2 separate regions of the Triticum aestivum genome follow, and region 2 is linked to region 1. The links are chromatin contacts, called in public Hi-C maps. All regions are on one chromosome and are shown on one strand. Each heading gives the region's core, a stretch centred on a gene start, on an enhancer-like site or on the middle of the called end of the contact. The rest is flanking DNA. Distances are from core to core; before and after follow the strand shown.

Region 1 (4,301 bases), core at 1,086-3,585:
CTAGCTCGTTGATCAAAAGATAGTCATGGTTTCCTGACTATGGACATTGGATGTCATTGATAACGGGATCACATCATTAGGAGAATGATGTGATGGACAAGACCCAATCCTAAGCATAGCTCAAAGATCGTGTAGTTCGTTTGCTATAGCTTTTCCGAATGTCAAGTATCATTTCCTTAGACCATGAGATTGTGCAACTCCCGGATACCGTAGGAGTGCTTTGGGTGTGCCAAACGTCACAACGTAACTGGGTGACTATAAAGGTACACTACGGGTATCTCCGAAAGTGTCTGTTGGGTTGGCACGAATCGAGACTGGAATTTGTCACTCCGTATGACGGAGAGGTATCTCTGGGCCCACTCGGTAATGCATCATCATAATGAGCTCAATGTGACCAAGTGGTTGATCACGGGATCATGCATTACGGTACGAGTAGAGTGACTTGCCAGTAACGAGATTGAACGAGGTATTGGGATACCGACGATCGGGTCTCGGGCAAGTAACGTACCGATTGACAAAGGGAATTGTATACGGGATTGATCGAATCCTCGACATCGTGGTTCATCTGATGAGATCATCGAGGAGCATGTGGGAGCCAACATGGGTATCCAGATCCCGCTGTTGGTTATTGACCGGAGAGTCGTCTCGGTCATGTCTGCGTGTCTCCCGAACCCGTAGGGTCTACACACTTAAGGTTCGGTGACGCTAGGGTTGTTGAGATATTGGTATACGGTAACCCGAAAGTTGTTCGGAGTCCCGGATGAGATCCCGGACGTCACGAGGAGTTTCAGAATGGTCCGGAGGTGAAGATTTATATATAGGAAGTTAAGTTTCGGCCATCGGAAAAGTTTCGGGGGTAATCGGTATTGTACCGGGACCACCGGAAGGGTCCCGGGGGTCCACCGGGTGGGGCCACATATCCCGGAGGGCCCCATGGGCTGAAGTGGGAGGGGAACCAGCCCCTAGTGGGCTGGTGCGCCCCCATGGGCCTCCCCTGCGCCTAGGGTTGGAAACCCTAGGGGTGGGGGCGCCCCACTTGGCTTGGGGGGCACTCCACCCCCCTTGGCCGCCGCCCCCCTTGGAGATTGCATCTCCTAGGGCCGGCGCCCCCATAGGGGTCCTATATATAGTCGGGGGGAGGAAGGGCAGCCGCACCCTAGCCCCTGGCGCCTCCCTCTCCCTCCCGTGACAATCCTCCCTCTCCCTGAGCTTGGCGAAGCCCTGCCGAGATCACCGTTGCTTCCACCACCACGCCGTCGTGTTGCTGGATCTTCATCAACCTCTCCTTCCCCCTTGCTGGATCAAGTTGGAGGAGACGTCTTCCCAACCGTACGTGTGTTGAACGCGGAGGTGCCGTCCGTTCGGCGCTAGGTCATCGGTGATTTAGATCACGACGAGTACGACTCCATCAACCCGTTCTCTTGAACGCTTCCGCGCGCGATCTACAAGGGTATGTAGATGCACTCCCCTCTCCCTCGTTGCTAGATGACTCCATAGATTGATCTTGATGATGCGTAGAAAATTTTAAAATTCTGCTACGTTCCCCAACATTATGTTTCTGTTCTTTCTCGTTATGTTGTACACACCAATTTTGGTGGTTATTCCAGGTACAATACTCCCTGCATTTGGGGATTATCAGCGCCCTGATAAATTTTTTAGCCGTGGGACATCGGCTCTCAAGTAGAACTCGGCGGCGATTTGGAGTCTAGCCGTTGCATAGGGGAGTTTATGCTCCCCGATTATTGTTGAGTCGGACTCATTGGAAATGTAAAATGCTCGAGATTGGGCGTCCTACATAATGGTTCTAGTCGACTGTTTCCGGAAGGCTTCCTCAATCGGTGAGGTTTCATCCCAACATTGTCCCATGGGGTGCCAATACACATTAACGCACATTTTAGCTTGACATGCTTATGATTCAAATTTCCATTTGTGCCTGGAGGGACGCCCCCTAGTTTATACCTCATTGTAACTATTCCAATGAAGTGAGACGAATGGCATTCCCTAGAAAAAGTTAAGAAAAATTTGTATTTTCTACTTATTATTCCCTTCGTCCGAAATTACTCGTCGCTCAAGATAGATGTATCCAGCACTAAGATACATCCATTTCAGTGACAACAAGGTTGCATGTGTTTTTCAATACCGAAAAATCATCTGATTCTAGTAAATCACAGCGCGCGCTCTCTCTCTCTGTATTGTACTGTACAGTACAAAACAACGGATTCCCTAGAGATCCGAATGGAACGAGATCAGTTAGAACTATTTTCATCCTTTCAGGCGAGATTCAGTTAAAAAGATTCGGTCTTCTTTCTGTAACAAAGGCAAAGATTCTCCCTTCTGTGTTCCCCGTGCTCCCCGGAAAAGCCCAACCGTGCGCCGTCCGAAGCGGCCTCGCCGGGCCCGCCGGGCCCACTCGCAGCCTCACACCGCACACTGCTATATCCGTCCGTGGCCTGTGGGGTGGAGTTGACCACAGACCTTCCTTCCTCCATCCTCCCACCGCCGTGAATTGCAGGAGTGGCGGACGCGCGGGGAGAAGAGAAGAGAAGAGAAGAGAAGAGAGATTCACGCGCGGCGGAGCCCGGCCACCTCCTTCCGACGTCTCCGCCCACGGTAATCCGGCCCGATCTCGATCTTGTCTCCAGTCTCTTCGCGTTGGTTGCCCGGTGGGGATGGGATGGGAGTGGTACACGGACTGATCCATCCATCGGTTCTCCCTCCTCCGGATGGGAAGGTGGTTTCGCCGATCGGCGTCGCTTCTCGGGCTGGCGGCGGGGAGTGGGAGCCGGAATGGATCGGCTGGTGCGACGGCGACGGGTCTCGATAGATTGATGCTAGGAGTACTACCATTTTCGTTGTCCCCCAATGTAATTTCGGATGCGCAGATCCCCTCGGCAACTTATACCCATCCTCATTTAGAATCTGAGAAGGCATGTTATGCTAGTTTATTGAGCCGTATGCATCTTATTGATGCAGAGGCTGGGGTTGCACCCCTTTTCAAAAAAAAAAAAAAAATGTTATGCTAGTTTATTTATTTGGCGCCAGTTTTATTTATTTGGCAACTGTGGCGCCGGGCGGGAAATGCCGGGGGATATAAGAGGTTGTTGTTATTACTAGCCTAGTTGCATTTACATTGCTGTTGCTATGCCGTCGTGATGACACATTCGTTCGTGTTGCATTGATATTGATGCTGTCTCTATCCCGGCGGTATACGTGCATTGTTACGCAGGAGCCATGGGTTTGACTTCGGCGAAGGGGATCGCCCTCACCGTCTCCTTGTTTGGCCTCCTCGCGTTTCTGCTCGGCGTCATCGCAGAAAACAAAAAGGTTTGTGTTGTTTATATCTGTTATATGATGTATCATACATGCACTTTCTTGTGGAGAGCGCTGACTGAATTCAGTACATGTTCCCGAATATGTTTTTCAGTAAAAAATATTACTAGCACACATCAGTTCAGGAACCACCTCCTTTGCAATAAGATTCATCGCCTGTGAAATTTGGGTCCCATATCAGGACCATAATCAAATTTATTTACTTCACTCCAACAGTCCAACTGTGTATAGGGGAGCATGCATAATCAGACTAATCATGGAAACTTCAAACTGCCTATTTCCTCTTAGCTGACTGTAACTTGTTATGAATCTCTTCTGAATAATTTAACTCGGTGTGAATTTCATTTTTCCATTAATGCAGCCTCCTTATGGAACTCCTATCAAGGGAAAGGATGTTGTCATCTGCAAGTTCCCGAGTGACCCAACGATTGCAATGGGAAGCCTGTCTATTGTGGCACTTGTTTTAGCTGCTTTCATTGGGCACGTTGCCATCTTTTACCCGTACAAGGGCAAGTCGGTTCCTCGTGGAGCGTTATTTCAGAGCACCAGCTTGTCTGTGTTCTTTGTTATTGCTGAGTAAGTTCCCTTTAGCTCTGTGGCCAAGAATATCAGATGGACTAGATGCAATAGTACCTAATGTTCGGATGTTGGTTCATGTCTTGAGCCCTGCCATTTGATGAAGATTAGCTATGCATTGTCAGTCGTTTCATGGACCCTTGTTTCTTTTGATGGTGTACACTTCATAGATAATAAATGCTGAACATTGCCAACATTGTATTTCTTCAGTTAAATGGATTATCCTCTAGGGAATTTATTGAGGCTTAATGTTCAAGTGTTTAATTCTGCCATTGATGGTTGAGGCTTGATGTTCAAGTGTTTAATTCTGCAAGCTGTTATATTTACGTTGCATGACTAATTGAATCATTACATTATGCACACTGCTGTCTCCTGCACTTAATACTAATTTACTT
Region 2 (4,301 bases), core at 595-3,094, 280 kb before region 1:
CAAGACAGAATCCCAACTGTAAGCTTCATTGCTGTCTTTTTTTAAACCAGCATATATTAATCATGGACGTAAGTAATCACAATCATGTTTGATCGACTCCAATACACAGGAGGGAGCCGACCCAATACAGTACACCCACAACCTCTGTCTCTCTTAAAGGACTGGGCAAGACTATCTGAAGCCCAGTAGTAAGCTTCATTGCATTGACCTACGCAATTATCATCACAACAACAAAGCCTTTTGTCCCAAGCAAGTTGGGGTAGGCTAGAGATGAAACCAACATAAACCTGTGAGAACCTAAAATTGAAAGGTGCGTGCAAATTCCTTGGCTTCATCAAGCCTACAGTGGTTTCCCGCTCGGTCGCTGCGGCGCGAGATGGGAACTGTTGGGTCAGAGACCTGTGTGGCCGCCTTGCTGTTCAGGCGGTGCTGCAGTTGACCTCTGGTAGGCGACGTGCCATGAGCTGTGGAAGATTATGTTTTTTGTGTGGCTTTCCTGATGAACCGCAGCTGGACGTCTGATCGTCCGTCTAGCTAGGAGGGGGCTCCGTCACCAGTGAGTGTGCCCATTGTGCTCTCAAGACTGGCCGTGCATCTATGCCAGAGAAATTTGGTTCCTGTCCCTGCAATGGCTCGGGTTCCAACACCTCGCCCTTGGCCCTAACGTGACGATTCTCGAGCAGTGGATTGGTGCCAAACAACACTGTCTCAACTACACTCAGGAAGGGCTGCATTTTGGTGAACCTGTGCACCCTCCATTCTGTCTGGTGCTAAAGGAACAGGTGTGTGGGTTCAAGAACAAGGCCCTTCCAGCTTAACCGTGGGCAAGATTAAGGATGGGTGCCGCTAGTGGAAGATTGTAGGTGGAGCCGTGGAGGTAATCTAGCAAGTGTGATCCTGTAGTGTGCATCCGGTGGGGGTGGGTTGACGCACAATCGTGGCTGTGTTGTCATGTAATGCTCTTGCCAATGGTGACGGTATACATTCTACAATTTTCTCATTCCACAATTCGATGAAAAAAGGGAACATCCATATTGCTGATGTGAATTTAGCTAAAGTCCTTGTACCATTTCCAACAGACAGCGTGGCAGTGCATTTCCCACAGGAAATGGTTTTGGAGACCACTACACTGTCCTAGTACAATTCCACGACTAAATCTCCTTATGTAATGTACTGCAGAGCAAATTGCATAAAGCAAATGTACCTAGAAGAATTGCTTCATCTTACTCACAAGCCAAGCCGTTGTTCGAACTATGATCATGAATTCATGAGAGCGAGGTTAAAGTTCGATACCCTGATTCCATGTTCGATTTGGTACAGGCAGCGAACCAGCAAAATCTGCCGTGGGCAGTGGCAGCATAGCACAGGCATCGGCACACGAGCGGCTCGCAGCGGCCGGGCGGGACGGCGCAGCGTGGAGGCTGCGCAAAGGTAGGCGTACGTGCGTCCGCGGAGGGATTGCTAGGAACGGGCGACGGCGGCGAGGCAGGAGGGCAGACAGCTGAGCTCTTACAATGCGAAAGGGGGCATTACCTTGCGGAGACCCGGACCCGCCTGCGGGACCGGAGCTCCTGGAGGACGGAGTCGACGAGGCGGCCCCGGCAGGCGGCAGTGGCGCCGAACGCGGAGCGGCCCGCGGGGGCCAGGCGGGCGGCGCGGGCGAGCGGGCGGAGGCGGAAGAAGGCCAGCGCCGCCGAGGAGCACCCGCTCGCCGCCCTCGCCGCCATGGGCGATGGCCGCATATGCGCGCGCGCCCGCGGTCGAGGGAGAGAGGGAGGGGGGCGCCGGTGAGCCTCGCTCGCCGCTGCCGCTGCTCCGGCCGGGGATTTTGGCGATAAGAGAGGAGAGAGCGGTTCCGCACGCGAGTGGAGGGAGGAAGGCGAGGGCGAGGCTGCTGCTGTGGCGGACTGGGCCTGGGCCTCTCGTGGCGGGGATGCATGGGCCGGCACTGGTTAGTGGGTGATGATTTCGAGCGCAGCGCAGCGTTTCGGCCCGATCCGTCAAGGCTGGTGACCAAGCGATTATTAAGGCCGAGAGTACTCACTTTGAAGTTTTGTTACTGGGAGAGAAAAAAAATCCGTCGTAGTCTAGGTGGTTAGGATACTCGGCTCTCACCCGAGAGACCCGGGTCCAAGTCCCGGCGACTGAATTTTTTGGCCTTTTTGTCACCCACCCTGTTTGCTTCCTGTCTCTGAAATTGCACGTCACTGCAAACTTTTTTTTTGAAGTTATGTCACTGCAAACTTAACGATCGATCAATGAATTAAGGGGGGAAGACACCACAGATTCAGTTCTCCTTTTCTATTACAACGGGGCCTCGAAGTGATTTATAATCTTGGGATGCTCTCCGGTGATTGTTGAGCCAAGACTCGTTTAAGCATGCGATGGTATAGTCGGGATCTAGAGTCGATTCGCGGTGATTCTAGCCGACTGTTTCACAAGACATTTAGAGTCGGTTTGGTTTCATTTTAAAATTGTAGCCGACTGCTTCCATAAGGCCTTCAGATCTGGTTGGTTTCATTCCAACACTGCCCACATGATGCTAATATAGTAGCGCACACTTTGCATCGACAAGCTTATGATTCGAATTCTTATTTGCGTTAGGAGGGCAGCCCTTCTCAAAAATGCCAACAAGCTTATGATTCGAATCTCCGAGCACGGATGGCATGGCACTCTCAGGCAAGAAGCATTCATCCAGGTGCATGTTACGCGTGCCGCGATCTGACCCACTCATCTCGCACATGCTCACGTCATCCATTCCTTTTCTCCTTACCCCAATAGACCAAAAGAAAGATGCAGAGCGAAGCGACAACTACACATATCCATTTCTACCCTTCTTCTATGCCGCTGAGCTCCTCCTTCTAAGACCTCCGGATCCGCCGTGATGTAGGGATCAAAGATGCCCGAGATGTTGACTAGAGGGTGAGTTCATTTATTTTTCTTAGTTGTTTTTAGAGACTACCGCAAATACGCAGCCGACGTTGCCCTTTTTTGGGATGCCCAAAAACGTTTTGCAAAATTTTGCAGCAAGGGCAGTTGTTGGAGCGGATCCAAAAGCCCAATAAATGGTTATGCCCTAAAATAGGGTTGATTTTGGAGATGCTCTTATCATCTACCAACTTATTTTCTACAACAATTGATCTCCCTTTTTTGTGCCTTCATGTTCAAATCATGTAAAATGGCGGAGGTTTTTAATTGGTTGTGCTCTTCTTTTTTGTGGGAGCAGTAGGTTGTTCCATTGTTGTCCACTGTTAGTTTTGTGCAGGTTTTGCCATACCTGAAATTTTATGAAATACTTCCTCCGTCCCATAATATAAGAACGACCGTTTTTTACACTACACTAGTGTAAAAAAAACACTTTTATCTACTACCCCTATAAAAGCACGAGAGGGCGGAGAACCAATACATCTCAACCGTCTAATGGAGAGATCTGACGATCAAAATCATCTCAATGTTTAATGTTTAGCATCAACCACGCGGTTAGTGTACGGTTAAACCACTAAACTTTCCTCCACGCAGCAACCCACGCCCTCCGCTTAATCCTCCTCTGCCCCGCTGCATCCGACGCGCCCAGCCGCCCCTCCGCCCCACTCCTGGCTCCGCGCTCGGTCGCCCCTGCTCCCCGTCCGCCCTTGCTCCTCTACCACAGCCAACACTCCTCCACCAGTGCCCGCCGCGCCCGGCCTCCCCCGGCGTCCGCGCCTGTCTGGCCGCCCCTACTCCCCCGCCAGTCCCCGTCCCAGATGCCGCCTTGTGCGCCCCCGCGCCCGGCCGCCCCCAGCGCGCATCCGCTCCATGCCTACCCGCGCACGTCGCCGACGGCCCTCCATGCCTCCCACGACATGCCCATGGAGCTCTTTCTGCAAAAAATCCCTCACCAATTGGAGCGCCAAGGAAACCCATATCCTTTCTCGTAAGTAATCATCATCAATAAGGAGGAGTATTTATGCTCAATTATGTGCATGTACTGATTTCTTCACTTCCCCATGGATTTACCTTCACACAGATGAATAATCATCATCCACCTGCATCTCCATTACGATCAGAAGAATGTTCTCCATTTAAGGACCTGACAATCACGCCTAATCATGGGAATGCAAATGCCCTATGTGAAAATCTTCGAGAATAACTGAATTGGGGTCAAAATTGGGACGCCCAAGTGTCTGATGAGAAGATAATGGAATACAACAGGAAGCGACCTACAACCCTCTCCATTGCCCAAAGTAATGTAAGCTAGAGGAATTCTTATTAATGCTTTAGTCCATTTTAGAATCTGGTAAGGGAAAGGATACAATGTGCAT

The links. Hi-C and Micro-C count contacts between places; a contact is called where the count stands out from the background.
Region 2: a contact with region 1 is called in a Hi-C map of leaf, with 9 times the contacts expected there. The contact joins the promoter of LOC123188435 here to the promoter of LOC123188432 in region 1. A contact is called at or near these places in 2 of 5 Hi-C or Micro-C datasets (both in leaf).

The regions. Positions count from the first base shown.
Region 1 is chr1A:38,560,744-38,565,044 of IWGSC CS RefSeq v2.1, reverse strand. It overlaps LOC123188432, which reads left to right and starts at 2,335. Exons shown (of 4, transcript XM_044600545.1): 1 at 2,335-2,610; 2 at 3,227-3,324; 3 at 3,692-3,906. The coding sequence starts at 3,232.
Region 2 is chr1A:38,839,565-38,843,865 of IWGSC CS RefSeq v2.1, reverse strand. LOC123188435 (ribonuclease II, chloroplastic/mitochondrial) reads right to left here and starts at 1,844. Exons shown (of 14, transcript XM_044600557.1): 1 at 1,534-1,844. The coding sequence starts at 1,742. TRNAE-CUC (transfer RNA glutamic acid (anticodon CUC)) reads left to right here and starts at 2,077; the gene lies at 2,077-2,149.